Regions from separate parts of the Mus musculus genome. Here all the other regions are linked to region 1. The links are chromatin contacts, called in public HiChIP or PLAC-seq and promoter capture Hi-C maps. All regions are on one chromosome and are shown on one strand. Each heading gives the region's core, a stretch centred on a gene start, on an enhancer-like site or on the middle of the called end of the contact. The rest is flanking DNA. Distances are from core to core; before and after follow the strand shown. Region 1 holds the start of Psmb7 (proteasome (prosome, macropain) subunit, beta type 7). Region 2 has its middle 29 kb from the start of Gm13584. Region 3 has its middle 30 kb from the start of Gm25081. Region 4 overlaps Nr6a1 (nuclear receptor subfamily 6, group A, member 1). Region 5 overlaps Gm39799 (a long non-coding RNA gene). Region 6 overlaps Gm39799 (a long non-coding RNA gene). Region 7 overlaps Nr6a1 (nuclear receptor subfamily 6, group A, member 1).

Region 1 (4,034 bases), core at 613-3,112:
CCCAAAACACCTCTAAGAGAGCTAAAAAAACAGTCTCAACAGCAAGCAGGTTGCAGAGAGGATATGGTAATGGTCCATTTTTAGTCCCAACATGCCAGAAGATTTCAGAGTAGTTCAAATTCAACAATACTTACTAAATATTAGGAGATATGAAGTGAATTTTTGAACAGTTTTTGTCAGCAACAACCATCCCTTCAGTTGCTCTCGTGTCTGCTCCAAGAACTATGCCATCCTATTTTTTAGAGAAAAAAGGTTTTCAACAATTTATATACATAAGATAGTATTTAAGAAAAACAATGTTGGCCATTCTCTGCTCCCAGAATTCCATATCCCCAGTCAAAATTCCTACCAAAACTATTGTCCTACATTATTAGTACATCCTTAATAAATGTCAATGGCTAATTCTTGAGGTGATTAAGACTCATTTCCATCTTCAATCAAGGCGCAACGATTCAGTAAATTCCTTTTAAATCACAGAGCTAAACTGGAAAGAAAAAATGTGGAATGAAGACCCACAATCTTTCCAACAAAATATTTCCAACAAAATAGGTCAGCAAGTACAATACACTAGTCGGGCAAGCCTGGAAAACTGAATTCCATTGTAAGAAGCCACATGAAGCTCAGAATGGACTCCACCAAGTTGTTCTCTGACCTCTACACTTGTCCCATAGCATATGTACAAGCACATACACAGAGAAAATTTAGGAAACAGTCACCTCTATTAGTTTTTGAAATGTGACTCTCTTCACCCCACTAACAACATTAATCGCTAGCCTTTATTATCTTTACAGTTTATTTCAGGATTTATCTCCATTTGATGGATAGAGATTTAACTCTGTAAAAAAAAAAAAAAAAGGCTGAGGGCAGAGTGGCTCTCCCAACGTTGTGGAGGCAGAAGCAGGTAAATTTCTAGTTTAAAGCAGCCTGATCTACAACAATCGGGGCTATATAATGAGACCCTGTCTCAAAGGGGGGGGGGGGGGGGGGGACTAAACTGCCCAAGTAGTTCACTAGAAACAGTATGGAAGCATTAAACATCTAAACAAACCAATTAATCCCAAATTCTGTGCTTTCCCATTGTAGCATCCTGCTTCCTAGAGTACCTTAGGAAAAGCCAAATTGCCCTCATGTGTAAAACTTCAAAATGAGTAAATACAAACTATTTAACATGTAAAACCTCTTGATCAAGGCATTCCCTAATAAAAGCCGATTCTCATGATGCACTCTGACAGTTCTAGCTGGAAGCTTGAGTCCAAGTGGTCTAACTACGGTTAATAGGTCAGTTACCGCTACGGTCGGCCTGTCTAGGCTTACCTTATACACCACCCCCGCGATGGTAGTGCCAGTTTTCCGAGCTTTCGGGAGCTTGAACCCCTTTTTTGCGAAATCCGCTTCCAAGACAGCATTCCTAAGGGAAGGCACAGAAATCAAGTGTTAGAGGACAAGACCACTGGCGAGAAGAGTGGGTGCTTAGGAAGGAACTCAATTTTCTTCCACCCCAGTGTGATCACTGGATTCTCCCATTATTAGCACCATCGGCGAGGAATTACAGATCGGGGCGGTGACCCAATCCCTCCAAAGCCACAGGAAAGTCCAAATCCTTACACACTGGCAAGGGGAGAGGGCCGCGCCGGCCTCAGAAGCAGCCCGCGCTGGGGCCCGATTCCCTGAGTCACACGGCCGCGGGCACCATCCCCACGCTCGCCTCACGCCCCCGACCCCGGCCGCAGCCCAGTTCCGATCCGGCGTACAGAGTTCCCACTCGGGTCCCGATCGCGCCCCCGGGCATGAACACACCTGCGACAATTATCAAAAGAAAAGCCTCCGACCGGTGGCTGAAACACCGACACAGCCGCCATCTTGCCAAGAAAGTGTTTCCGGGCCGAGGGCGGAGCGACAAAAAAAGAACTTAGCACTTCCGGCGCCGCGAGAGACCGGGACGAGAGGGCGGGGCAAACTTCGAACTGGCGCTCTTGGACATAGAGTTCTTGAGTTCTCACTTCCTAGAGAGGCTTGGGTCTTTGAAGTAGTTTTGCCTCAAGTCCTGGGAAGGGGAAACTGACGATCAGCCGAAGGGATGGAATTTGTTAAATCAGATAATAAAATTCCCCCAATAACCAAATCTCCTGACGCTCAGACCAGATCTGTTTCTGCGGTTAAACTAGAATCCGGCGTGTATCAGGGACATCCACACACCCCAGGTCCAGGCAAAGCCGCTGAGCAAATCCCTTTCAACTCCCTTATTTCCTACTGTTAGTGTGTAACGGAGCTTTCACCTTCCTCAGAAAGGCAAACAGACACATGGAAAGACGTTTCGTGCCCTGAGTCACGAGGACAAGGCAACCCCAAGCCCCCAGTGAGACACTGCTTTGGACCCACTACAATGACTGGAGTTGGACAGAGAAAAACTCTCTGTGACAGGTGGGAATATAAAACGGTCATCTGCTCCGGAAAACGAACTGGATCTTAAACCAAAATTATCACTGTCATACCTACCCAGAAGAACTGGAAAGCTAAGTTCACAGATGCTTCTAGGCAAATGAGCATAGCAACCAGGTACCTAACAGGCAAATCGGGAAACAACACAAATGCCCATTGACGGATGAATGAGTAAACAAAATGTGGAATATCAGCACAGTGAAACAGTATTAGGCCGTAAAAGGGAAGGGAATGTGATACCTACTAAATCAGGGGTGACCCTGGAAAACAATTTGCTAAATATAAAGAGACTAGGCATGGAGAAGAAGAACCACATTGTATAATTACATTCACATGTGATATACTATACATTCATGTGGTAATCATGTTCACATGCCTGTGGGTACATGTGGGTGTATGGTTAATGTTGGGAGTCCTCCACCACTCTCCACTTTACTCTTTCAGTCATCTTCCCTCTGGGCCATCTCCCCAGCCTTAGAGAGTTCCATTTGTATGAAGTATCTCAAAATAGGCAAATCTGCAGAAGCATAAAGTGAATCAGTAGTTGTTAAGGCTGAAGGAGAGGCACTGGATTGTTTATGGGCACAGAATTCATAATGTTACCCAGCACTATGAGTGCAGTGTTATGTAATTTTAAGAAAATCTTCTACTGATGGAAATGTGAGGCTTGCTGCGGAAGTCAGGAAAATATTTTTAAACTTATTTAGGCAATAAGTGACACCCTCCATGACTGTGAAATGAATTCATTTACAAATATTTATTAAGCACCTACTATGTCCTATTATGATTGTAGCTGAAGACAGACGGATGGATAGATAAATGAATGAATGAATGAATAACATCCTAAGGATCTAGAACCAGTGTCTCAACCATATTTTTAGTAAATGTTCACTAAAAATTAAGTTCCATCTGATTGCATCTCTGGGTCTTTTGAAATAAAGAAAATAAGTTCTAATTTTGAAGCCCTGTGCTAAGAATAGGCTCGGAGAGTGGGTCCTAGCCCAGCTTAGCTTGAGTGCTTGCTTGCTGAAAGCCACAGGTGAAGATAATAACTCCTTGTAATGATGTTTCTGCAGCTAGAGAAAACAAAGGTCACCTGTCAAAGCCCCAGAAAATAGGCAAAAGGAATTCATAGTCCTTATATTCCCAAACTCCTGAACTGTAAGGCAATACATTTCTGTTGTCTATGCCATCCAGCTTAGAGTAATTTGTTATGGCTGCCTATCAAAGTCAGACGCCTCACAAGTTTACAGTCCAAAGAAGAGAAAAACCCAGAACAAATCTTTTTGGTGGTGGAGTGTAAGTAGGATCGGGCTGGTTTAGAAGTCTGGGAGTGTAATCCTATGAGACACACAAGAGGAACAGATGAAAAATGACAAAATCAACTTTTAGACATGGCTTTTGGGGAGTCAGAGTTCTGAGCCTGAAGCAGAGGAAGGCACGGCAGTGGGAAAATGACTGTGTCCTTCTGTGGGGTCTGATGGCAGTGGAAAAATGACTGTGTCCTTCTGTGGGGTCTAATGGCAGTGGGAAAATGACTGTGTCCTTCTGTGGAGTCTGACAGAAGTTATGGAGTCCTTGCCAGGCTGATCTGA
Region 2 (4,034 bases), core at 749-3,248, 250 kb before region 1:
CACGATGCTTCAAGCCATAAACACCTCACACACCAACGTGAACCATGCATGCTCCACCCTTTTACATTCATTTCTTGGAGACTTCCACGTGTACGACACCCCTCACACACATACTAACATGAGCCCCACACCCCACACATACACATCACACATATACACACAGTTCAAGCCACACCCTCTCACATTCAACACTCAAGGACCTCCATATACACCACATCCCTTACACAAACACATATCAACACAAGCATACACACCATACACAGCAACACAGTACGCAACACATCTCTCCACACTCAACACCCTCAACACCCACCTACACTGCCTACCCCCCATCTCACACATATGCAGATACACACACATGAGTCATATATCTCACATAATACACCCATACACAAACACACAATATAAACCATATACTTCATACATGCACATCTGAAAGGTGCATACCACACCCTATATACTCAACACCCACAGACTTCCACATACACCATACCCCTGGTACAGACCAGAACAGACTTCACACCTCACATATGTATCCCTGATGCACACTCTACATATTTCTCACATAAACACATGCCATCATGACACCCCCCCCCCCTACACACACATACCCCATAAACATAAATCACCAGAGGCTACATTACCATGGTATTATGGTAATATGCCATAGGGTCACAGACACAGACACACCCAGGTGACATACACAGATTATTGAGACCACTCACATTCTGCATTCAGAACCATGCCACTACCACACTCAGATGGGGGTTCTGCACAGGATGGAGAGAAACTCCAGCCCTAAAGATATCAGCGCTCTCTCTCTCTCTCTCTCTTCTGAGAGATGCCTACTGAACTACCCTGTCAGTCTTGGCTTATGTGAAGATTGAATGGTAGAGGTGATACCCTGTGCGAGAATAGCTTGAGCTAAATCCAGACCCCATTGCTCCTGCCACCTTCTAGGTATATGGATTACCTGTACTGAGCCCCTCGGTTCCCATGTCATTCAAACAAGAAGTGTTAGATACCTAGTGGCTCCCATGGGCTGGCTAGGTGGCTTCTGCCATGCTTTGAGACCTGTGGGACTGCATGAGGTTGTCGGTGAGTATGCTGTGGGCTGGGCCTGGCTCAGCATGAACAGTCCTCTGGTTCCACAACACAGGCCTGGCTATAACATGGAACATTGTGGGGATGAAGCAACAGAAGCTGAAGATGACTTATGCCTTAGCTTCCTGTCTCCTGTTTGTCAGAGTAAGTCCTAGGGCCAGCCCATGTTGGACTTGCGGCTGGCAGACACTTTTTACGTATCACTATTCCATCCTGCTGTGGAGCCCCATGGAAACACCCAGTCTCTCCCTGTGATGTTACAGCTATTGAGACATTACAAAGAAGAAGGAGGAGGAGGAGGAGGAGGAGGAGGAGGAGGAGGAGGAGGAGGAGGAGGAGGAGAAAGTCTTCTCTCTGTGTCTCTCTGTGTATGTGTGTCTCTCTCTTGTCTGTCTCCCTCCTCTCCCCTCTCCCTTTTCCCTCTCCTCTCCTCTCTCTCTTACTCTTGTTCTCTCTCTCACTCTTGTTCATTCTCTCTCTCTCTCTCTCTCTCTCTCTCTCTCTCTCATGCTGGGACCTGAAGCCAGTCCAGCATTGGGCTTCTAGTTAGCTCTACTGTAACCAAGCTATTGGGTTTTGCTGTTTCTCCTCTGCCCAGCTCCTCAGCTTTGATTCCACAACGTACCCCCCCCCCCAAAAAAAAGTCAACATGCGGTTCCTGACCTTAGACAATGAACTCGTGGCTGCCATTTGTGGAGCACTACTGTGTGCCAGGCACCTTCCTCACTTATGTCATTGAAACTCTCCATTGACCCCTTGAGGTACAGTCTCATTCCCATGTGATGAAAGGAGGCTCCCTCAAGGTCAAGCCTGAGGTGGTAGCACTCCAGGCTCCACTATATCCGGTCTCCCTGGATCAATACACATTCCAAGATGGCTGTCTGGCCCCACCTCTGACTGCGGGGTGACAGGAGAGCCAGGCAAGGTCTGGCGCTTCCGGGTGTGGGCTCTGATCATCCTTCACCACTCTTCGTTTGCTGAGGACGGTACAGAAGCACAGGACCTGGAATCAGGCAGACCTGTGTTTGACTTCTAACAATGCTGGACTTCCTCAGGCAAATGACTGAAGGTCTCAGTTACTGGAGCTAAATGGGAGAGTGGTATACCGCACAGGCTTGCTGTGAGGGTTCAGTGCTGCATTGTAAGCACATGGTGATGTGGGGGTTCAAAAAGGAAGCAAGACTGGCAAAACTACCACCGTGGTGAAAACTAGGGCACGGGGATTCATTATGCTATCCTATTTTTGTGTATCTTAAGGTTTTTCATAATAATTTTTTTCCTGCTGCCTTTCATGACACGTAGCTATGATTATAAGCAGGGCCTGTTCTTGGGAGGCTGGGGTGAGTGGGTGTGAGCAAGGGGTGGGGCTTCTCCACAGCCGATGGTGTCCTCTTCAGCCTGGAGGAGCCGGGGTTCTCCTTTAAGACCTATGTAGCTCTAAAGGACAGGCAGCTGTTGGGAGAACTCACAGCTTGGTCCTGGCTCTGCTCTCTTCCTTAGGCCACGGTCCTCTCTGGTGATGTCACTGCTTCTCACCAGGCCGGGTCCTCCCTTCGCACTGGATCACAGTGAAGAGGTGACATGAAGGAAAGTGTCATGCTTTGTTTTAACTTCTGCCCAATTTTTCTCTTTCTTTTGATGAAAAAAAAAAATCCTTTTGAATTATTACCCGTTGGCCCTTGCTGGTTTGTTTTAAATCAGTTGTTTGTTTGTTTCATTTTGTTTGATATTTTGTATCTAAGGCTAGCCTAAAACTGACTGTGTAGAGGAGGATGACCTGGAATTCCTTATCTTCCTGACTCCATCTTCTAAGTAGTAGCATTACAGGCACCCATGTTCAAACCCCACTTTTGCATTTTTTTTTGTCATTGTTTTCTTTTAAAAACAAAACAAAAGCAAAAACAAGCAAACAAACAAACCCCAACGACATGTCATTCAGGATGGCCGGACACTTGCTATGCATCTTAGGCTAGTCTCAAGCTGCTGGTCCTCACGATTCAGTGTCCCCAGTGCTGGGTGACAGGTGTGTTCTACCACACCTGGCATGTGAGTTTTCCACGAAAATATGTCTATTCAAATTGTTTACCCAATCTTTGACTTTCCATTTTTGAGTGAAGCATTTTTAAAAATACATTTTGGAAACATACCCTTTGTGAAATATAAGATTACAAATACTTTCTTCCGTTTCATATCCTTAAAGTTTTAAATTTCAATTGTTACTAGTAATTACTATTTAAGTGTTCATGTTATGGGGAAGGGTGTGATACTCCAACAACGGCTGTGTCATCATCACATCAGGGGCTGGGACCTGTCTGTCTCCAACATGACTCCTCAGTCAGTAGCAGGTCACTGTGAACTGTAATTGCCCCAATGTGCCTGCCATAGAGGCTGAAACTTGAGCCTCTTGTCTGTGCTTTGTGATCTATTGTCTAACATCTCTCTACCTCCCCCACCTTCCCAGCACCAGGAATCACCACTCCTGACAGTGCCTCCACACATGAGGGAGAATATTTTGTCTTTCTGTATCTGACTTACTGACTTTCTTCATGTGACATAATATCTTCCGGTTCTGCACATTTGCTGCAAATGACAGAACATCTTTTTTTTTTTATATAGCTAATGATGTTTCATCACACCTACATGTTTTCTTTATTCACTTATCCATTGATGGCATCTAGACTGATTCTGGATCTTTGCCATTGTGAACAGAGCAATATTGAACACAGGTGTGCTGGCATCTCTCCGATCTGCTGGCACCAAAATCAGTAGCTGGGTGGCTGCATCACATGGTACTTCTATTTCTGTAGTACTGTCCATAGTGTCTGTACCAATGTCCTCATAGGTGTACAAATCGTTCTTCCCCTCACATCCCCACCAATTTTTTTTTCTTTGAGACAGGGTCTCATTATGTAGCCTTTGCTAGCCCCGGC
Region 3 (4,034 bases), core at 977-3,476, 190 kb before region 1:
GAGTGCTCTGCTGCATGTACACCTGCACACCAGAAGTGAGCATCAAATCCCTTTATAGATGGTTGTGAGCTACCATGTGGGTGCTGGGAATTGAACTCAGGACCTCTGGAAGAGCAGTCAGTGCTCTTGACCACTAAGCCATCTCTCCAGCCTTGTCTGCCGTATCTTACATTGTATATGTTTGATTGCTAGCTATCTATTTTCTTTTTTTTTGTTTTGTTTTGTTTTTGTTTGTTTGTTTGTTTGTTTGTTTGTTTTTCGAGACAGGGTTTCTCTGTATAGCTCTGGCTGTCCTGGAACTCACTTTGTAGGCCACGCTGGCCTCGAATTCAGAAATCCGCCTGCCTCTGCCTCCCAAGTGCTGGGATTGTTTAAGCCTTGATGTGACATCTCTCCAAGATGATCATGTGTTAGGGGCTTGGTGTCCATGAGGTAGAGATATTGGGGAGGTTCTAGAAACTTTAGGAGGTAGGATATCACTGGGGGAATTTGTTAGATCACTAGAGAATATGAGTCTGTAGGGAGTGCCTTATCCCTGCCTCCTCTATGCCTTATTCTGCTTCTTGTTGTCTTGAGGTAAGCAGACCCCATCATTGACCGAACACACTCCTGCCCCTATGCCGTCCTGTGACCGTGACCATAGAGTAAACTCTCTGAAAGTATGAGCCAAAATAAATAGTCCCACCCACTCATTACCTTATTCTCTCGGGCATCTTGAGAACAGTAACAATTATATTGCTTCGTGTACAGTACAAAGTTCACACTGCAGCAGACTTCTCGTTCTCTGTATTATTTTGTCAAATATACAAGCAGTGTAAACCTACAGTACATTGCATTTTCTCTTTACTCTAATTGACACTATTTCCATTCTTATCTCTTACTGTAGATATAGGTTGCCTGTAATTTCTTCTCCCTAAGCACTTATACTGTGTCTTTAGTGTGAAATGTATGGGTAATAAGTTTTCTGAATAGAAACATCATTAGGTCTCCTGAATGTTTGGATGATATTCTCACTAGGTAGATCACTCTGAGTTGACAGGTATTCCCCCTAATACCCCCTAATACTTTGAAAGAGATGACACTCGGGGCTCTGTCTTGTGTCATTTCTGCTGAGAAGTCTGTGGTCCTCATCTTTGTACCTCTATGTGTAAAATGGCTTTTATCTCTGGTTGCCTCTATGATTCAAGGTTTTCTTTTCATCTTTAATTGTGAGCAGTTTGAATATGACAGTTTTTGTGTGTTTTTATTTTTTGTGTGTACATGTGTGCTATTACACACCCAAGGAGAGTGCTGGGTGTCCTGCTTTATCCTGTCCACCTGACTCCCTTCAGACGGGGCCTTTCACTGAAACTAGAGCTAGACCAGCAGCCGGAAAGGCCCACTGACCCTCCTGTCACAGCCCACCCACACACAATACTAGCTTTACACTAATATCCAAGGTTGTCCCTTACATGTAGCATAAATGTGTATCCACATCCCAACATACAGAAGCATACATACACACATCCAGAGAATTTAAAAACTATGTTAGTTCAGACACAGTCAGAAGCAGGGGGGGTCTCTATGACTTTGAGGCCAGCTTGGTCTACAAAGTGAGTTCTAGGCTAGCCAGGGCTACACATTAAGTCTATCTTGAAAATAAGTTTGTGAGGGCCAGTGAGATGATCCAGTGTGTAAAGCCACTGCTGCCAAGCCTGAAGACCCTCAGGACAGAAGGAGAGAACACGCTTCTTAATGTGGGGGCTGGAGATTAAAACTCAGATTCTTACATCCAGACTGCAAGCACTCAGTGACCATTTCCCCAACCCTACTCTCTCTCCTCTCTCCTTCCCTCTCTCCCTACCCCTTCCCCTCCCCTTCTCCCCTCCTCTCTTCTCCTCTCCTCTCTCCTACTCTTTTTCTCTCTAGCCTTCTCTCTCTCTCTCTCTCTCTCTCTCTCTCTCTCTCTCACTCTTCCCCCCTTCTCCTCTCCCCTTCCCTTCCTTCCTTTCAGTATTTTTCTTTGCTGTCATCTGAGCTCCTTGGATCGATGATTTCTTCTTTCTTGTCTTTTATTCATTTGGAGGCAATTCCCAGCCATTATCTCTTCAAGTGCTTCTTGCAGCTCTTTTCTTCTTTCTCTTATATTTCTGGGAATCTGACTCATGACTGTTAGGCCATGTGATACTGTCCCACAGCTGCGGGTCTCAGTCCTTTTAGCCTCTCCCTGGAACATTCAGTGAGCTTACAAGGCTTTAACTCCACTTCCACATCTGAACTTTGTGGTGGCATGGCCATATATTTTCCTTTTACAGATGTTCCAACCCCCACACTACATGTATAATGTTGTTGTTCCAGACAAATTAAACATACTGTCCAGTTTCCTGCATTCTACTGCATAGTCCCAAGCACCCAGCTAGGACCATTTTCCAGATTGAGGGACTGTTGTGTTGTTTCAGACAGGGTCTCTGCAGCTCTGGCTGTCCTGGAACTCACTACACAAACCAAGCTGGCCTTGAACTCACAGAGATCACAGATCTGCTTCCCTTCCAAGTGCTGAGATTAAAGGTGTGCCTTCACTACCATGCCTGGCAAGGAAGTATAGCTGAAAGACTGCTGACAATGAAACTTTTCAACTTGTATCTATTTCCTGTTTTGTTGTTTGTTTTGAGAAACGATTTCTCTGTGTAGCCCCAGCTGTCTTAGAACTTGCTCTGTAGACTAGGTTGGCCTCAAACTCACAGAGCTCCTCCCACGTCTGCCTCCTGAGTGCTGGGATTAAAAGTGTGTGTCACCCCAGCTTGCCCCTGAAATGCTGTCACTTTGATTTAAGTTTTGAAGGGTATTTTTGCCTTGTGTGGCACTCTAGCTCGTCAGGCTGGTTTAGAATTCTCATTGCTCTATCTTCTGGTTTTGGAGGTTTCCACTAAAAAGTCCTCTAACTGCCGTTCTGAGCAAGTGCTCCACCCTGAAGTTTAATGAAGCTCCTGTCTTGAGGTACTCTCTTCAACAGTTTTGAAAAAAAAAAAAAGAAAAAACAACCCAAAAGCAATAACAACAACAAAAACCCTCAGCCCTTGTCTTTGGATGCTAGTGTGTGTGTGTATATATGTGTGTGTGTGTGTATGTGTGTGTGTGTGTGTGTGTGTGTGTGTGTGTGTATGTGTGTGTGTATGTGTGTGTGTGTGTGTGTGTGTGTGTGTGTGTGTGTGTGTAGGCCAGAAAGCACTATCACGTGCCTCTTGACACCCCCACCTTATTTTTTGAGAGAAGGTCTCAAGGCATCCCATAGCTCATAATTTCCGGTTCACTCTCATACCTGGCTCTTTGCATGGTGTTGTGAATCCAAGCTCCTGCCAGGCACTTTACTGATGAAACTGTAAGACCCCCCCCCCCCATGCTGGGCTTCCGCTCAAGTCCCAGGATGAGCTGGCCAACACCCCAACATCTTGAGAGAAAACCACACCTGATGCAAGCTGTAAGAGGTTTTATTATCAGCTAGCTGAGGAGGAACCCCTCGCGCCTTGCAGAGCAAGGGAGTTCGACCCCCGAGCGGTGACAGTAGGGGGCTTTTAACAGCTAGCTGAGGAGTTGGGAGAAGTTGGGAAGAGTTCTTCTCTTCCGGGTGTCCTTGGTGAAATTTACAAGGCAGGAGTGGGGAGTGAGTTCTTTCTGAATTTTTATCTCCGTGTCCTCGGCACAGGAAGGCAGGCATCTCTGGTTGTACAGTATAGAAACAAAAAGACTTTTTGCTGGCTATAGAGAACAAAGAGCTTTTTTTCTAGCTGTACTTTTAAAGATCAGGGAAAACAAGTTTGGAGAACATCCAGGGGCTTTACCTTCCAGGGAGAAACGCTCTAAGTCGGGGTCTCACAAAACCATCTCTCCAGCCCCTATAATCTCCTTAGTTATTGCTCCTACACTATTTTCTCTCTTTATAGAACTATGATTACACACAGTTGTACCTATATGAATATTTTCTTCTGACCATTCCTATTGAGAGACCAGATCCTGGGTTCAGACTCCATCTTTGAGAACCTGACCTAAGGCTGAAC
Region 4 (4,034 bases), core at 537-3,036, 180 kb after region 1:
TTACATCAATTAAAAAAAAAAGTCAATTTAATTAAATAAAGTAACTGCCTTTTTCTAAACAACATCACAACTGACAGTCCTTTATGGCAACCTGGTTTCCTAGTGGCTCAGAAAAACAGCTGGTGAACCTGAAGGACCCTAGTTTAGATAATTCATCTAAAGACTGCCAGCTAAGGCTGTGTTGCAAGTTTAAAGGCTAGGCCACAGCTTGATGGAGTCTATGCTTTTATACTACCCATCTCCAAAATCCCCTGTATGACTAAAGGGTGATCCCAAAAAGGAATAATAAGAGATTTAAAGCTACTTCCTCATATGTTCAAACACTCTAAAATCTAAAAACTCACTTCTCTGCTGTTTATTCGCTTTTCATTAGGTATAATTTAGATCTATAAAACTTCCCTCTTCCCTCCTTCCTTCCTATATACTATGCTACTATGTAGCTAAATTTGGCCTAAAACTCACAATCTTTCCTACTTCTGCCTCTCAAATGCTAGACTTACTACAGGAACACACCATTTCTGCTTCAAACACCACTTTTATAATTACCTTATCAAACTGCAAAATCAGGTCCATGGTCTGGAGAGGAAGCTGGCTAAATCAAACAATTAGTTTAGTTACAGCACAATTTATCAACAATAGGCTGGCTTAGAACTGTGGCATCAGCTGCATTATTGTATTTTAGAAAGACTAGTTCCCCCGACATGTATATAAGGTGTAAGCAACTACTCCGTGGGTCATGCCATCAAACAAAAGCAACACCTACAAAGTCTCTCTCAGTGACTAGAAGCAGCCAGACACTCAAACTGCCAGTCCTGAATTATGGCCTCTGAATGGTGAGGGCTTCACATTTCACCGATCAGGGCACAGCCCAATCAGAAGACAAACCCCTGCCCTGGCGGGGACCAGCAAATCCGCTTTCTTCCAGTGTGCACATGACTGAATGTGCTTCTGTCCATCATCTGGGTCATATATAGTTCAATGCGAGCTAAGCAGACAGGGCTGCAAGGAAACCTGGTGCGGTTCAATACCTTGTCTAGCCTGGGCTCCAGGATCTTTTTTTTTTTTTTTTTTTTAAACTGACAAACTCATTTTTCTACTGGGACAGGATGCTGTGCTGGCTGAAGTTCCATTTCTACAGCAAGAATCCTATCTGGAAGCACAGAAGTTGTCCTCTAGCCACAGCAGCTCCAACTTTTTTGTTGTTGCTGCTTTCTTCTATCACCCCCTTCCCCTTTTGACAAAGATCCAACTGTAGAAAGTCTTACGTAACAGTTCAGGACTACTTCGGTTCTTTTACCGGGTAAGCACTTTCATTTTTTTTCCAGCTAAAAACCATTTTAAAATTGCATCTGTTGAGAGGCTTTGACTAAAACCTTTTCAGTAATTTGTGTAGTGAAATGCTGTCACTGATTTTTTCGGCTCATTTCTGCACGTGCTCCTTTGTTCTCGGAACAGAAGCTTTATACGCTCCCCATAACGCAGCTGCAGAGTTATTAAGTCAGTTATTATAAGGAACACAAAGGTTGCTTTGCATTCTTTGCCTTTAGGTAATTAATTTTCTATTTGTTTTTCTTAAAACAATATTTAAATAAGGCAGAAATTAACAAAAGAATAAACTGTTAGAAAATTTAGCAAAGTTTGAAGTTTTTACCACCTTTTCTATCCGTAGTTTTGCATGGCCAAACACTTGTGCCGCCTGGGGCGTTGGGGGTAAAGGCAAGCATAGACAGAGAGGAACTAAGCCAGACATGGACAAAGGCATGAGCCAAAACCAGACAGTCCTGGCCGTTCGATAGGCCAGCAGCGGGTGAGACAGGTCAGCCAGCTGCGGAGGTGGGAGGGGGGAAAGGGGGCATGGATGTGTGAGGTGCTCATGCGTGCAATCGTGACTAGATTCTGAAACTGCCAGCCATTTTCCAAGCTATGCTTTGTATAATCTAAAGGAATGTGTGTCCCCTGAAGCAGTCTTAGCAGAGCCATGGAAAGAAAGGAGCACAAGAGACACCAGCAGCACACAGAATCAGAAAATACTGGGAACTTGAGTGGGCAAGAGGGAATGCAGTGTGTGGAAATTTTTTAGTGATCTGGAATGTGTTGAGTGACAGGAAGTGCCCCAAGCAACCCCCCCTCCACTCTTCTCAGTCTCGCCTGCTTTTGTCTAACTCTTGTAATCTACACACTACTGCTTACAAAGCTGTCTGAGTTTAAGACAAAAAGAAACATAAAAGGCTCTCTCTCCATTTCATAGTACCTGTGAGAGAGGAGAAATGTAAACGCAATCCTATCGAGATTTTCTTTTTCAGGTATATTGAAGATACTTAAAATAACTGTTTATAGATAAATGAGAATTGTAAATTATAGTACCATTTTAAACCTATAATTAAAAAAGATTAACCAATTCTGGTATAACTTAGGTGGGTTCCTAATTTGAAGGCAACTTGTTTTCTTTGATTTTTATGTTACATGTGAAGCTCGATTTTCTTTGTATAGATGTGGGCTTTGGGGAAAATATTTGAAGTAATAAGAAAGTACTTTTTAAAAAGGGCGGGGATGGTTTCCCTTTGTGGGGTGGAAAGCAGTTTAAAGGACTAGTTCCTTGAGAAAAGCAGCTGTCTCTTACTTTTGTTTATGTGCAATCAAGTAACTTTATAATATAAAAAATGCTAGAAAAAACTTTTCAGACAATATAACATTATTCTAAGTGGAAAAAAAAAAACACACACCTAATCTGGCATGTTTCCCAAAGTTCAGGAACACTTAAAAAAACCAGTTAAATAATTTAACACCTAGCCCAACTTAGGAAATGGAGAATTAAGCATGTGTCAGACGCTTCTTTCTAATGGTTTAGCTCCTACCGCAGAGTGTTACTGGGCAGCCTAGGAGTTAATCTTGCCTAGCGTGGCTCTGAGCTCTCATGCCGAGCAGACGTTATTCACATGACGATTCGAAAAGTCCATTCATGTATCTCACTACCTGGATTTGAATAGAAACCAGACAGCAATTCTTTAGTTCCAGCCACATTCGCCCCACTGGACAATAGTGATTTGTTAGCACACAGTCGCAGGCTGGGGAACACAAAGCTCAGAGCTGCAGAAAGATGCAGAATTCAGAGAACAGGAAGTTACAGGCTCCACACACTCCTGGCAGCTCTGAGATTTGAAGAGAATAAAAAAAGGAAAGAAAGAGAAAAGGGCAGCACGGAGATCCGAGATGCCATGGTTAAGGGCTACTCTAGCATTTTAACCACCTCCAGTGCCATAAAAGCTGTATTGTTAAAGTACATAAAGTCACGAGTCCTGTGTGCTCTCTTTTCGCACTACAGAATACTTCATTCAAAGCCCTGGAACAGTCAGCAGTACTAAAGTATCCACGGTGTGCAGTTGCTTGGTCTGCTCTTATAGAAAGGAGAGGAGCATTTGATAAATAAAGCCTACTATCATAAGTAGAACATAATAAAGTTGGTATCCTTTTAAATTTATTTCATAAAACCATTCAAACTTAAATTAAATGTACCAAAACTCTATAGAAAATATTTTTTTCTCCAAGATAACATATAAGATTTATTATTAAATTTCAAACAAAGTTTTCTTATAAGACACAGTTTAAAACTAGTCTAACACAGAAAACTTTTGTTTTAGGTTGTATTTGCCAATCAAAAATTTAAAATCAAAGTCCCATGTACTTAATTTTGGAAACAAAAGAAAAATCATATCTTCTTTTCTGGATTAACAAATTATAATAACCTGTAACTGTCATGAAATTTAAAAAAAATATTAATGTGAATTCTAAAAGGAACAGGGTAGATAATTCTCCAATCTCAATTAATAAGAAAAAAAAAAAGGATATATGGTTCCTATTCAGAGCTTTGTGGTGAAATCTGAGTACCAACAGGCCAGATTGGTATCCATTCCATCCAGTAGGAATAGGAGATCCTTGCAAAAAGAAGTTGTATTTGTTTTTTTGGTTGGTTGGTTGGTTGGCTGGTTTTGGTTCTATGATCTATGAGGAAAACCAAGCAATAAATAACATCATAC
Region 5 (4,034 bases), core at 664-3,163, 170 kb before region 1:
TGTCTGTTCCTTATCCTATCTTTCTGTCTGTCTGTCTCTCTCTCCTAATCTCTCTTCCTCTCCTCCATGGTTTGTCTGTGCCATGGTCTCTTACCCTGTCCCTTCCCCTTATAAGCTTGTGACCTGGACTTTGCTCTGCTGTTCCATTTGAATCTGGCCAAATACAGCCACCTCAGTCCAAGCCGCATATCTCACTTCAAATACCCAGCCAGGAAGGAAGCCCAGCACTTCTGCATCCCAATGCCCAGGGAACAGCTGGAATCTAGGTCCATTTCAAGTCTAACCAACTGTTATCAAGAGATGAGAGAGAGGAGAGACAATATGGCTCCCAGCGCTTTACATAGAGGAGTAGGGTCTTAGAAAAGTGATGTTGAGAGCCATCCAGAAGGACAAAGAATGACCAGCAGGACCTGGTCAAACATGGGTTTTGACTGCAGTTCCAACTCTGGTCTCCCCCTTTTGTCCATGATCATTTGAACCTCAGGACAGTGGCTGAGGCTCAGGACTTGGGAAAAAACACTTATTGGGAGCCATGTGGTGATCTTCCGGGATCCCTGAGTTTAAGGCCCAATTATTTTTTAAGCTTGTCTGGGAAAGTTGGACAAGTCCTTGATTTCTCTGAATAGTTTTATCATCTGCAAAACAAAAATCTGGGTTCTCACAGCTGTGATATTTTAGGACCTAATCTAGCAGCACATCCCAGCTGGTCTGGATTGTCACCTGCTGGGTGAGTGCTTCCTTCCCATCTCAGCACAGAAACAGTATTGAAGGGTCTGGGCCTCCCAGGGAGGAAGTGGAACCAGGGGCCTCTGCATCCTACACACACACACACACACACACACACACACACACACACACACAATTGAAATCTCCACTGATGTGGCCTCTGCCAGTGACTCAGTGCTTGCCTTATCTGATTGTCAGGGTCGGTTCCTAGAAGTTGAAAGTCATTCTTCTACAGTCATTGCCACAACTTCGTACCACGAGGCAAGTTCTAATTCTGTCTCTCCGCCACAGAATTGGGAGGACGAAGGTGACAATGCTTGGGGTTTTCCAGGAAAAGTCTGGGCTGTAAGTCTGAGGGCCAGGCAAGACACCAAACAGTGAGAGACCAAGGACCAGTCAAGTCACGGGGACAGAACAGACCTGTGGAGAGAGCAATGGAGACAAGCTCTGGGCTCTGCCAGCTGGCCTGTGGGACCTGGGACTTCTTAGTCAGGTGCCATCCTCCAGATTTCACTTTCCAGAGTAACTGCTAATGTGGCTCATACAGTGTCTATACCCAGCCTAGAGGGTAACTAGACAGAGGGCAGAAATCAAGTTGGAGAGTGGGTCTGTTGTATCACCTGTCATGTCTAATCTTTTGACATTGAGACGTGACTTGGTCATCTAAAAACTTCACACTAAAGAACCATGCAACCAAGGTCAAACACACATACACACACACATATACACACACATGCACAGATATGCATAGACATGAACACATGCACAGTCACACATTCATCCTTGTACACCACGTGGGTACACAAACACATGTGCTCACGCATGCACATGAGAGTACACACACGCACACACACATGCATACACACCTTCAAGTTGCCCTGCTAAAGGGCCTAGAAGCTGTGGGTAATTGCCTGACATATGCAAGTCCTTGGGTTTAATCTTTATCTCTGTGGGGGTGGAGTAGGGCTAAGTAGGTGTTGTGACCTTACAATGCCTATGCACTTTGCATGCTACTTAGTCATTTCATCTTGACAATATGTTAGGTGACTGCTGTTCTATTCCTCCATTTCACAGAAAAGAAAACAGAAGTATGGAGATGGTGAGCCACTACATAGTAAATCACTGTACAGTGAACTCTATGAGGGCTGCTGATTCATCAAGGCATGTGCTTGCATTCAGCAAACATGCTCAGTGTGTGAAGGGTCACCCCACATGTGTGCACAGGAAGGAAACCTTTGATGGCAGTGTTCAGAGCATGTGACACTCAGTAGAAATGGATTCATTCATGAGCAAGTGACAGGAAGGGGACAAGAATAAGAAGCCTTTCTATGCCACCACAAGTAACTGTGTGACCTAGCCTGGCCACAGTCACCTTCCTCTGTGAAATCCCCTCACACTAACATCTCCCCCATTTAGTTCTTCCCTTCTGCTTAAGTTCTGCCATTACTGTATTTCCCTAGTAAATGCCTTCATTGACTTCCAGTCCATCTGCCCCGAGGTGATTGGCTCAGCCCTCACCTTATCATATTTTACAGATATCACATTTACTCTATTTACCAATACAGTGCCAAGACTGGATAACAAGTAGAGCCAACCAGGACCAGTTTTATGTGGGCTAAATCAGCAACATTGGTTCATACCACAAAATTCCCATGCCCCAGTGTAACTAGCTGAAGAGTGGGAACAGGCACAGTCAAGGCCCCCACCCTCACCCACACTCCAGGAAGCCCCTGCTCCCACCCCACTTACTCTGGTCTTTTAAAGCACAATTTAAGGATGATGAGCTTTGTATGTATTTGGGGGAAATCCTTAATTTTTCCTAGAGGTTTAAAAAAATAAAATAAAAATGCTAAGCCAGGCGGTGGTGACACATGACTTCAATCAGTTAGAGTACTCCAGAGGCAGAGACAGATGGATCTCTGTGAGTTCAAGGCCAGCCTGGTCTACAGAGCTAATTCCACTACAGCCAAGACTGCACAAAGAAATCCTGTCTCAAAAAACCAAAGTAGCCGGGCGTGGTGGCGCACGCCTTTAATCCCAGCACTCAGGAAGCAGAGGCAGGCGGATTTCTGAGTTTGAGGCCAGCCTGGTCTACAAAGTGAGTTCCAGGACAGCCAGGGCTAAACAGAGAAACCCTGTCTCAAAAAAACAAAACAAAACAAAACAAAACAAAACAAAAACAAAAAACCAACCAACCAACCAAACAAACAAACAAAACAATCCCAAGCAAGCAAACAAAAACAAAACAAAAGAAAAATACAAAAAAACAGTGGTTAGTAATTCTGAGCAGAATGATAGCTAACATGTCTTCCAACCCTGAGGGAATGTCCAGTACTGACCTCCATCTAGCCTTTCTGGTTTAATATCTTGGAGCTTTAATTCTAGGGCTGGGGAAATGGTACAGTTGGTAATGTGCTCATGACACAGGCCTGAGGATGAGAGTTAGGATTCAGCAGCCATGTAAAATAAAACCAGCTCAGTACACTTGGGAGGCAGAGGCAGGTAGATTTCTGAGTTTGAGGCCAGCCTGGTCTACACAGTGAGTTCCAGGACAGCCAGGACTACACAGAGAAACCCTGTCTTGAAAAAAACAAAAAAAAAAAAACAAAAAAAACCCCAGCTCAGTAGAGCCTGCAATCCAGGTCTGGGAAGGCAGAGAGAGAAAGGATTCTTAGGTCTCACTAGCCAGTCAGCCTTGTCAAGTTGATGAGCTCCAGGTTCAGTGAGAGATCTTGCCTCAAAGAATAAGATGCAGAGCAACTGAGTAAGACATTCTCTATCAACCTCTGGTCTCCAGATGCACAGACACGCATACCCACCCCCAACACACACAGGATGTATAAACACACACACACGCACACACATACACACTGAGAGGAATGTCTACACAGCCATACACTATACAGACAAACATACAATGAGTTTCGGTTAGTTAGTTACTTAGTAGGTTGGTTTGAAAAAAGGAAGGTTTCCTTTTAATCATTGTGACTGTGCACATAGAGATGCAGAGTGTCATGGAACAGGACAGGAGAGGTCTGAGGACAAATTCATGGAGTCAGTTCTCCCCTTCCACCTTTGTATGATCAAGGATTAAACTCAAGTCACTAGGCTTGCACGGCCTCGGTGGCCCAAAAGCATTTTAAGCTCAAGTTCTTAGAGATGACTTTAAGAACAGCTTTAGGCTTACAGGAAAAGGACCAAGAGGTACATAGAATGCCTAGGTATTCCCCCAGCCACCACCCCACTATTCCCATACTGACTAATCTCTGACTACATGTTGTATTTGCTTCAGCTGACAAGCAATATGG
Region 6 (4,034 bases), core at 405-2,904, 150 kb before region 1:
CAGTTCTCAGCTACTGCTCCAGCACTTGCCTGCCCGTCACCATGCTCCCCACCATGATGATAATGGTATGAGCCCCTGAAAGTGTAATCAAGCCCCCATTTTGTAAGAATTGCCTTGGTCATAGTGTCTCTTCACAGCAATAAAACTAGGACACCTAGTGTTCATGAAGCCCCATGTTCAATCCCCAGCATTCTACAAACAAAATGTGGTTATACTCTTATGTAATCCCAGCATGGGGAAGTGGACACAGGATGATCAGAAATTCAGGGTCATCCTTGGCTACACAGTGAGTTCAAGACCAGCCTGAAATATTTCAGATCCCATCAGCAACAAAGGTAAAGCTTTATAAACGGAACTGTATCAGAATCAAAAACACCTACTTCTGGCAAGTCACTGTCAAAAAAAAAAAAATGAAAAGACAAACCAAAGAATGGAAGAGAATGTGATAATAGTGCTACTTAGAACTTTAAAATAACACAAAATAAAATGTTAAATCACTGTATAATGAAATGGGCAACAGATTTTATTTTATGAGCATGGGTCTCTTGCATGTTTGTATACCACATGTGTGCCAGGAGCCTGAAGAGGCCAGAGAAGGGAGTCAGATACCCTGAGCATGGAATTACAGATGGTTGTAAGCCATCATGTGGGTACTGGTACTCACACTTGCTCTTTCTAGAAGAGGAGCCAGTACTCTTAACCACTGAGCTATACCTCCAACTCCCATGGGCAACAGTTTTAAACGACATTTCTCCCAAAAGATATAGGTAGATTCTGACTACGAATCTGCAGCCTTCGGAAGAATAGAATGGAAACTTTCCCCTTTAAATGTCTCCTGAGAATCAGACCTGGTGGTTCAGGCCTATGGTCCCACTTACTCAGGAGGCTGGTACAGGGGCATTGTAGGCTCAACTTAGTGTGGGCAACTTAGTGGGACCCTGTCTCAAAATAAAAAGAGGATTAAGAATAAGCTAATGGTTGAGTAATGGCTTATAATGTTGGAGGCCCTGGGTTCAAGCCCCAGCACAGAGGGAAAAAAAGCCTCTTTGAGTGCCCTGTAGGACTCCCATGTGGGGTTACACTGAGATATTGTGTGGAAACCCATAGACATCACTTACAGGGAGCTGTCTAGATGAACCCTGCAGTGAAGACTCTGCCTGACTTATGTTTTATTCATTTATTTTTTTAAATACAATTTTTTTAAAGATTTATTTATTTATTATATGTAAGTTCACTGTAGCTGTCTTCAGACACTCCAGTAGAGGGCATCAGATCTTGTTACAGATGGTTGTGAGCCACCATGTGGTTGCTGGGATTTGAACTCCGGACCTTTGGAAGAGCAGTCGGGTGCTCTTACCCACTGAGCCATCTCACCAGCCCGACTTATGTTTTAGAAGTCAGTGTTTGCAAGCTGGGTGTGGTAGTGTGCACCTGCAATGCCAGGACCCAGGGACAGGAGGATGCCTGAAAGTCTGGGGCCAACTTGGCTTACAGGAGTTACCAGACAGCCATACTAAGTTGAGATCTTTAAATTATTATATGAAGCAAAGCAATCCAAACTCAAAAAGACAAAGGCATTCTTTCTCCTCTGGGCAGACCCTAGATTGTGTGTGTGTGTATGTGTGTTTGTATGTGTGTGTGTTCATGATGAAACAGAAAGGAGAACATGACAAAAGGGAAATATGTCTTAAGGAAGGGAAAGGGAAACAGACAATAGAATACATGCAATGTGGAAGTTGAATGGGGACTGCAGGACTTGTGGGAGGGGAGGGGGAAGAGAAGGGGGGGCTGAGATGATGTGATAAGGGGTGGCAGATCAACAAAAACTAACTATATATGGAAATACCACAATGAAATGCAATGCTTAGTTTGCTATTTTGAAAAACACAAACAACTTTTTAAAAATTAGGATATTTTGTGTTTGCAGCCCAGTTATTTTCTGCCTGAATGAGGTGAGCCCCCCAGAAGGTGGAGGAATGGGCCACAGTTTCTCCGATTGACCTATCCCAACCCTGAGCCTCCTTCGCTGGCTTGGAGGAAAAAGGCTCTGGAGAGCAGAGAGACAAGAGGCGTGCTTCCCCCATTGGCGTTCTGCCCCGGAGAATCTTTCTGCAGCCCAGACTCAGGAAAGGGCAGAGGGACTTTCTCCAGATGGACGAGGTGACCTCAACTCTGATTGAGTCTCTGTTTATAAATAGGGTGGCAGCCCTGGGCCAGGCTCCTAGGCTATTATCCCATCTTATTTTCCCAGCAGTACCTTGATGCACATCAGGAGGTTGAAAACAAGCGATGACTTTCCAAGGCCACTGGCCAAGTTAAGTATGTGCTAGCCTTGGACCCAGATCTCCAGCCACAGGCTTGGGGATAGCTCCACCTTGATGTCTTCTTGAGAGAAACCGAGAGTGGCACCTGTGTCAGAGAGGACGTTTGCAGAGACCACTGCTCATGTGACCTTGTGGGAAAAACAATCCCATCTTCTCCTTTTGGTTTCTCTTGGAAAGACCCTCCCCTTTGCAGAGCTATTTTCTAGTCTATAATTTGTGCCAAGGTTGACAGGAGGTCAGAGTTGGCTTGATAGCTTAAGAGGGGGCTGGGTCAAAGGCCCATCTTGTGAGGTTCCCACTAGGTCCTAAAGGTAAGGGACATAAACCTGTATTCATCCTACCCTTGTCTGGCTTGGGCGACTCCCCCAAGTTCAGACTGCCTCTGCCCAAACACAGCTGCCCAGGATTCAGCCACATTGAGAAGCACCAGCTCGGTAGATTTTCATGTGAGTTCAACTCTTCCCTGCTGTCTGGCCTTGGCCAACTGCTCCTCCTTTTCTAGTCTTCATTTCTCTACCCAGAAACTGCAGGTGCTCATCAGAGGGGAGGGGACAGGCTGGCTGAGAACATTTGACAATGGGGCCAGCCGAAAGTGCTGCTCTAGAATGGGAGCTGAGGAAGCTTTCTCAGCATTTCTTCTCCTAGAAGAACGGTGCACTGCATGCTGGCCCTATTGCATGAGTGCAAGCTTTGGCGAGGGGATATGCCATGGTGGGTCAGTCCTGGTCCTTGCCCTTCAGTTCAGAGATAAAGATCAGCCACACCAGGCAGGAGCAGCATGTAGTGTTAGGTGATACCCAAGGGAGCCACCCCAAAGAGGGAAGAAAAACCCTGTCTGGGCCAGGGAAGGCTTCCCAGGAGGGTGGGCTGTTTGTCACATCATTGACCAATTACTTGAAGGCAATCTGTAGACCCCCTCAATGTCTGCTAGATGAATATTAATATTCTAGGAAAGCGCTTTTGATGCAGGTCCTGATGGATGAATAAGATTTTGTCTCACTGGTGGGGAGAAAGGATGCTCCAGGGAAAAGAAGCACCATGTGTTAAAATCTAATGACCAGAAAAGGCCTGGCAGGCTTGTATAGGGATGGAAAGGGGTGGAAAGGGGACAAGTTCTTACTTGCACACCACAAATGCTCACAACCAACAGCCCTAACAAAAGACAGCGTAACAGGAGGAAAGCAGAGAAAATGTATTTGATCATAGTTTGGCACCACACAGGGGCCTTCAGATTGAAGTCTCCAGAGCCAGGATGAACGATTTGTGTGTTTAGCTTCTGTATGAGCAAGCACACACATGTGCAGGAATGTGATTGGACCAGCTGGAGGGAGCTATGGAGATGGGCTAAGTGGAGAAAACCAGCTAGGTCCTAGGTCTGTCCCAGGATTCCTTTTCTCTCTGCCCTCTTAACTGTAGCATTTCTTCCTCCTAGGTGTGGGGCAAGATTCCTACACAAGGTCATTGAGAGAGCCTCCTTAGCTTACCCAGAGAGGCAGGGTAAGGTGGAGCGACATTTTAAGTTTTAGGGCTGGCATTGTATGTGTGTGTGTGTGTGTGTGTGTGTGTGTGTGTGTGTGTGTGTGTGGTTTCTAGGCCTATCTTGGAGGAAGAGGAATTCTAGAGTCTCTGGTTTGTCTTGGGTGAGGAGAAGGGTGAGAGACAGGAAGCAGAAGGTCCCAATGAAAGTTTGCTTATGAGCCATTCCCTTTG
Region 7 (4,034 bases), core at 484-2,983, 150 kb after region 1:
TATGGTTCCTTCCTCAATTCCTTCTTTCTCCCTGAATATCACCAACTTCTGACCTTTTCTACCTACTCAAAAATGATAGAATCACTGTGAAGAGGTATCAGTAACCAAGAGTAGCACAATTCAAGCATCTTTAAATACATAATCAACTGCAACACAAATGTTTAAATCTTCAGGCTAGGGTTAGGAGCATTAGTCAGTGGTGGAATATTTGCCAAGTGAATGAAACTGAGTTCACTTGCCAGCACCACCAAAAAGAAAAGGAAAAAAAAATCTATGACTTAATGATGCTAGGAGTGGGGATATAGCTCAGTTGGTACGGTGCTTGCCTAATATGCATGAGGCTTCTGGATTTGATATGTAGTACCAAACAAACTAGGCATGGTAGCTAAAAGGTTCTGTCCAGCCTTCATGGGTTCTGGAAGAGAGGAGGAGTGAGGACAGAAAAGAAATGCTGAAAAATTCTCCTATCATCAATGGTTGGATGTGTTTGAGAAGATATCATCTTGAAAATTACTAAGTAAGGAAAAGAAGCCTTTAATCTGTCTTTTCATTACACTATGTGTGCTGGCTAGTTCTACGTTAACATGGCGTAAGCTATAGTTATTTTGGAAGAGGTACTCTCAATTGACAAAATGTCCCACTAAATTGGCCTGTAGGCAAGTCTGTGGTACATTTTCTTGATTGGTAATTAATGTGGAAGGCCCCAGCATACTGGTAGCCACTGGTGGGCTGGTTGTCCTGAGTGTATAAGAAAGCAGGCTGCATAGGCAATGAGAAAAAAACCAGTAAGCAGCGTTCCTCCACAGCCTTTGCATCAGCTCCTGTCCTGATTCGCTGAATAATAGACTATAAACTATAAGATTAAATTCCTTTTAATCTACAAACTTAAGATAATTCCTTTCTGTCCCAAGTTGCTTTGGGTCATAATATTTTATCACAACAACTGAAAAGTAACTATGGAACAAAGGACAACAAATGAAAAAAAATTGGAGTTAGAATATTACTATGGAACAGCCCTAGGTACTGATCATCAAGATATTATAAGAATATTGCAAGAATAGAGAACACAACAATTCAACATCCTCAGGGAGTATTCTCCTCAAAAGTTGAATCTGTGAAGATGATAATCTCTAACCTCCATCTACAAAATTATACAACTATAAGATTCAGAAAGACACATTCATCTACATCACAAAGATATACCAGCAGAACCCCTCCCAACACCCAGTTTTCACAGTGTGCTAGCAAATTCTGAGTGCACTACTCACTCTGCATGATAAAAAGGTGAAATGCCCCTCACCACTTTGTAGTTAGCAAGGTTAAAGAGATTATTTTAACTTTATCTGGGTGTTTCAAAAAAGACCATAACTAACCTTCCTCTTTGAACTAATATTAAGTTAGAGTGCTATTGTGAGAGACCATCTGGGACTATGCTCTTTCTAATCTATTAGTCTTCCTTAAATTCACTTTCTTTACAAATCAAAACCAAAACCAAAACCCCAAACTAGGATCCAGCCATCCTAGTTGGAAATACTATCCTGTCACTAAGATCCTTTTACACTCACAAATCTAGAAACTTTGTTTGTTCTTGAGTACAATGAGTCAGTTTTCCCACCAGAATCTTTGTCCCAAAGCCCACTGGAATGTTTGTTCACACATCTCTTAGAGGTAAGGAAGGGGACACCATCCTCCTTTCCCTTGTTCCAGAATTAGTGACAAAGAGTTCAACATTTAAAGCAAGTCAACATTGAGCAAGCCCTACTCTGTGACAAACAATAGGTTGGAAAGTCAAGATCCCCTCCTTGTAGAGATCAAGCCAGCAGGAGATACAAGGACACTTCTGAGATGAGGGGCAAAACACAATGTGTGCTCAGAGAAGAATGACCTGTCTCAGCTGGGGTGGGAGCAGATCCTCTCTGTGGTATTGGCATCTACATATATAGCTGAGTATTTAATGAATTAAAAACAAAGGCTGGGGCTGGAGAGATGGTTCAGTGGTTAAGAGAACTGACTGTTCTCTTCCAAAGGTCCTAAGTTCAATTCCCAGCAACCACGTGGTGGCTCACAACCACTTGTAAGGGGATGAGATGCCCTCTTCTGGTGTGTCTGAAGAGAACTACAATGTACTCACATACATACGATAAATAAATAAATCTTTAAAACAAACAAACAAACAAACAAAACAAAGGCTGGCCTGGCATGGTTGTGTACACCTTTAATCCAAACATTCAGGAGGCAGAGGCAGGTAGATCTCTAGAAGTTTGAGATCAGCCTGGTCTTCAAAGCAAATCCAGGATAGTCAGGGCTGTTACACAGAGAAACCAGTCTCAAAAACAAGCAGGGCAATGGTGGATTTCTGAGTTCGAGGCCAGCCTGGTCTACAAAGTGAGTTCCAGGACAGCCAGGGATATACAGAGAAACCCTGTCTCGAAAAACCAAACAACAACAACAACAACAAAACTAGATATCAAATAAAAGATATTGGGCTTCCATTGGTGACTTGAACACTACCTCCTCTGTGCCATCTCTCAGAGATAGACTCTTGGGAGCAAACCTTCTTTTGGAACCAAAGGTATTATCTATGCAATCCTTAAGACAACAGCAGTATGGCAAACAGTGAAAGGATGTGAGGAAAGACCAATGGCTTTCAGGAATTCTTTCCTTGAACTTGTCCAAGCATCTCTTCCTAATAATGCTCCTTAGGAAAAAAAAAAAAAAAAACCCAAGCATTACTGCAGGATTTGTCCTTCAGAAAAAAAAAAAATCTGGGTTACAGGAAAAGGAGTGCATACTGGATAGTATACAAAATAATCTCATAGATTATTCCCTTCTTTGAGTTTCTTAACTGAGTTAGTCAGTTGCAATTCTTATCAGTCTATGAATCTGCTTGGTCATGCCCTTAAAAATTACCTACTTACAATTCTTATGCTACTGGGAAGGTAAATCCTCCTATGTAATGGGTCACTGTCAAAACTAGTTTTCAGGATCACTGTCTAGCCTCCTCTATTAAAAGGTTATCACATAAGCTGGTACACTGAGAGATCATCTGTCGTACTGTTTCTTAAAACCAAGTCCATTTTAAATGCACATACTATTTAATCCAGCAACCTAAACACTTCTAGGAATATATAACTAATGGAAATGCTTGTATATGCAGGAGTAGAAAAGGTATCATTGCAGGGGGCTGGAGATGTAGCTCCATTTGTAGAGTGTTTGCCTAGGAGGCTTGATTTCCAAGCACTGCATAAACCAGGCATAACTGCTCACACCTCTTATCTAACACAGAGATGGAGGAAAGAGGATAAAGGGCTGAAGGTCATCCATGGCTTCAAGGCCAGCTTGGGCTACACAAACCTTGACCCCTCTCTCCAAAAAATAGTTCTTTTAATATTTTATATAGTCTGTTTCTGCCTCCCGGGTACTGCGATTAATGATGTGCACTGATTAATGATCTGATCCCTGGACTCATATGATGGAAGAAGAAACTGCTTCTCAAGGGTGGATAGTCCTTTGACTCCCGTATGTACATTGTGAGATATATGCTACACCCTCAAAATAAAATGTAATAAACAAAATACAAGTATATAGAAGTATAGGGCTTGGGCATATTTCTGTCAACAGAGCACCTGCCTAGCATGCACTAGGCTCTAGGTTTGACCCCTAGCACTGCATAAAACTGGATTTGCTGCTTTATGCCAGTAATCCCAGTACTCGGGGGATAAAAAGGCAGGAGAATCTGAAGTTTAAAGTCATCCACAGCTACATAGTGAGTTTGAGGTCAGCCTGGACAACTTGAGACCTAATCAGCCCCACCCTATCCCACCCAGGAGATGAAATACACATACGTGTACTTCAATACCTCTTGCTGAATTAGAGTTATAGAATAAACTAAACAACCATGGTACTTGTCAGAGTATATAAAGCAACAGTTCCAGGTACTAGACTTCAGGAGATGAAGAACGATGATTCCTGGGAGGCAAATAGAATATGGTGAATGGATCTGTGAGTGTTCTTCTTAACTATTTAGAGCAGTG

The links. Promoter capture Hi-C pulls out the DNA fragments that hold promoters and counts their contacts. HiChIP or PLAC-seq counts read pairs in DNA pulled down with a chosen protein or histone mark.
Region 2: a contact with region 1 is called in a promoter capture Hi-C map of embryonic stem cells, with 2.6 times the contacts expected there. The contact joins the enhancer-like site here to the promoter of Psmb7 in region 1. A contact is called at or near these places in 10 of 39 promoter capture datasets (3T3-L1-derived adipocytes, the HPC-7 cell line, embryonic stem cells and 5 more), 1 of 15 datasets of contacts at CTCF or cohesin (embryonic stem cells), 1 of 484 Hi-C or Micro-C datasets (the G1E-ER4 cell line), 8 of 115 datasets of contacts at active chromatin or transcription factors (astrocytes, bone marrow-derived macrophages, embryonic limb bud and 2 more) and 1 of 9 other capture datasets (embryonic stem cells).
Region 3: an H3K4me3 HiChIP or PLAC-seq map of bone marrow-derived macrophages shows a contact between it and region 1, with 5 times the contacts expected there. The contact joins the enhancer-like site here to the promoter of Psmb7 in region 1. A contact is called at or near these places in 3 of 39 promoter capture datasets (the C10 cell line, embryonic stem cells and liver), 3 of 484 Hi-C or Micro-C datasets (bone marrow-derived macrophages, embryonic stem cells and nephron progenitors), 12 of 115 datasets of contacts at active chromatin or transcription factors (the 230-238 cell line, CD8 T cells, bone marrow-derived macrophages and 6 more) and 3 of 9 other capture datasets (adipose tissue, liver and macrophages).
Region 4: a contact with region 1 is called in a promoter capture Hi-C map of 3T3-L1-derived adipocytes, with 2.0 times the contacts expected there. The contact joins the enhancer-like site here to the promoter of Psmb7 in region 1. A contact is called at or near these places in 8 of 39 promoter capture datasets (the 3T3-L1 cell line, 3T3-L1-derived adipocytes, the C10 cell line and 5 more), 1 of 484 Hi-C or Micro-C datasets (CD4 T cells), 2 of 115 datasets of contacts at active chromatin or transcription factors (the SCID.adh cell line and large pre-B cells) and 1 of 9 other capture datasets (adipose tissue).
Region 5: a contact with region 1 is called in a promoter capture Hi-C map of liver, with 5 times the contacts expected there. The contact joins the enhancer-like site here to the promoter of Psmb7 in region 1. A contact is called at or near these places in 25 of 39 promoter capture datasets (the 3T3-L1 cell line, 3T3-L1-derived adipocytes, the C10 cell line and 16 more), 1 of 15 datasets of contacts at CTCF or cohesin (embryonic stem cells), 1 of 484 Hi-C or Micro-C datasets (embryonic stem cells), 8 of 115 datasets of contacts at active chromatin or transcription factors (the 230-238 cell line, CD8 T cells, the HPC-7 cell line and 3 more) and 1 of 9 other capture datasets (adipose tissue).
Region 6: an H3K4me3 HiChIP or PLAC-seq map of bone marrow-derived macrophages shows a contact between it and region 1, with 2.9 times the contacts expected there. The contact joins the enhancer-like site here to the promoter of Psmb7 in region 1. A contact is called at or near these places in 22 of 39 promoter capture datasets (the 3T3-L1 cell line, 3T3-L1-derived adipocytes, the C10 cell line and 14 more), 1 of 15 datasets of contacts at CTCF or cohesin (embryonic stem cells), 1 of 484 Hi-C or Micro-C datasets (embryonic stem cells), 6 of 115 datasets of contacts at active chromatin or transcription factors (CD8 T cells, the HPC-7 cell line, bone marrow-derived macrophages and 1 more) and 1 of 9 other capture datasets (adipose tissue).
Region 7: an H3K4me3 HiChIP or PLAC-seq map of embryonic stem cells shows a contact between it and region 1, with 13 read pairs. The contact joins the enhancer-like site here to the promoter of Psmb7 in region 1. A contact is called at or near these places in 5 of 39 promoter capture datasets (the 3T3-L1 cell line, 3T3-L1-derived adipocytes, macrophages and 1 more), 1 of 15 datasets of contacts at CTCF or cohesin (the NIH/3T3 cell line), 1 of 484 Hi-C or Micro-C datasets (the G1E-ER4 cell line), 2 of 115 datasets of contacts at active chromatin or transcription factors (bone marrow-derived macrophages and embryonic stem cells) and 2 of 9 other capture datasets (liver and pancreatic islet).

What each region holds. Positions count from the first base shown.
Region 1 is chr2:38,642,044-38,646,077 of GRCm38.p6, forward strand. It overlaps Psmb7 (proteasome (prosome, macropain) subunit, beta type 7), which reads right to left and starts at 1,863. Exons shown (of 8, transcript NM_011187.1): 1 at 1,798-1,863; 2 at 1,315-1,408; 3 at 135-232. The coding sequence starts at 1,859.
Region 2 is chr2:38,395,548-38,399,581 of GRCm38.p6, forward strand. No RefSeq gene overlaps it. Among named protein-coding and RNA genes, the nearest start is that of Gm13584, 29 kb to the left of the region's middle. Within about 2 kb of position 1,999, at least 4 of the 459 cell types and tissues checked have an H3K27ac peak or open chromatin away from gene starts, as enhancers often do. A contact at or near this core is called in embryonic stem cells, where this site is marked.
Region 3 is chr2:38,448,580-38,452,613 of GRCm38.p6, forward strand. No RefSeq gene overlaps it. Among named protein-coding and RNA genes, the nearest start is that of Gm25081, 30 kb to the right of the region's middle. Within about 2 kb of position 2,227, at least 16 of the 459 cell types and tissues checked have an H3K27ac peak or open chromatin away from gene starts, as enhancers often do. A contact at or near this core is called in bone marrow-derived macrophages, where this site is marked.
Region 4 is chr2:38,822,270-38,826,303 of GRCm38.p6, forward strand. All of the region lies in intron 3 of Nr6a1 (nuclear receptor subfamily 6, group A, member 1), which reads right to left. Nr6a1os (a long non-coding RNA gene) reads left to right here. Exons shown (of 7, transcript XR_866167.2): 1 at 1-1,300. Among named protein-coding and RNA genes, the nearest start is that of Nr6a1os, 8.3 kb to the left of the region's middle. Within about 2 kb of position 1,787, at least 311 of the 459 cell types and tissues checked have an H3K27ac peak or open chromatin away from gene starts, as enhancers often do. A contact at or near this core is called in 3T3-L1-derived adipocytes, the HPC-7 cell line, the SCID.adh cell line and 3 more, where this site is marked.
Region 5 is chr2:38,471,063-38,475,096 of GRCm38.p6, forward strand. The region is part of intron 2 of Gm39799 (a long non-coding RNA gene); the gene reads right to left. Among named protein-coding and RNA genes, the nearest start is that of Gm25081, 7.3 kb to the right of the region's middle. Within about 2 kb of position 1,914, at least 81 of the 459 cell types and tissues checked have an H3K27ac peak or open chromatin away from gene starts, as enhancers often do. A contact at or near this core is called in CD8 T cells, the HPC-7 cell line, bone marrow-derived macrophages and 3 more, where this site is marked.
Region 6 is chr2:38,496,102-38,500,135 of GRCm38.p6, forward strand. Gm39799 (a long non-coding RNA gene) reads right to left here. Exons shown (of 3, transcript XR_866165.2): 2 at 2,258-2,409. It also overlaps a transcript of Nek6 not described here. Among named protein-coding and RNA genes, the nearest start is that of Gm39799, 4.3 kb to the right of the region's middle. Within about 2 kb of position 1,655, at least 7 of the 459 cell types and tissues checked have an H3K27ac peak or open chromatin away from gene starts, as enhancers often do. A contact at or near this core is called in bone marrow-derived macrophages, where this site is marked.
Region 7 is chr2:38,789,443-38,793,476 of GRCm38.p6, forward strand. The region is part of intron 3 of Nr6a1 (nuclear receptor subfamily 6, group A, member 1); the gene reads right to left. Among named protein-coding and RNA genes, the nearest start is that of Nr6a1os, 25 kb to the right of the region's middle. Within about 2 kb of position 1,734, at least 12 of the 459 cell types and tissues checked have an H3K27ac peak or open chromatin away from gene starts, as enhancers often do. A contact at or near this core is called in embryonic stem cells, where this site is marked.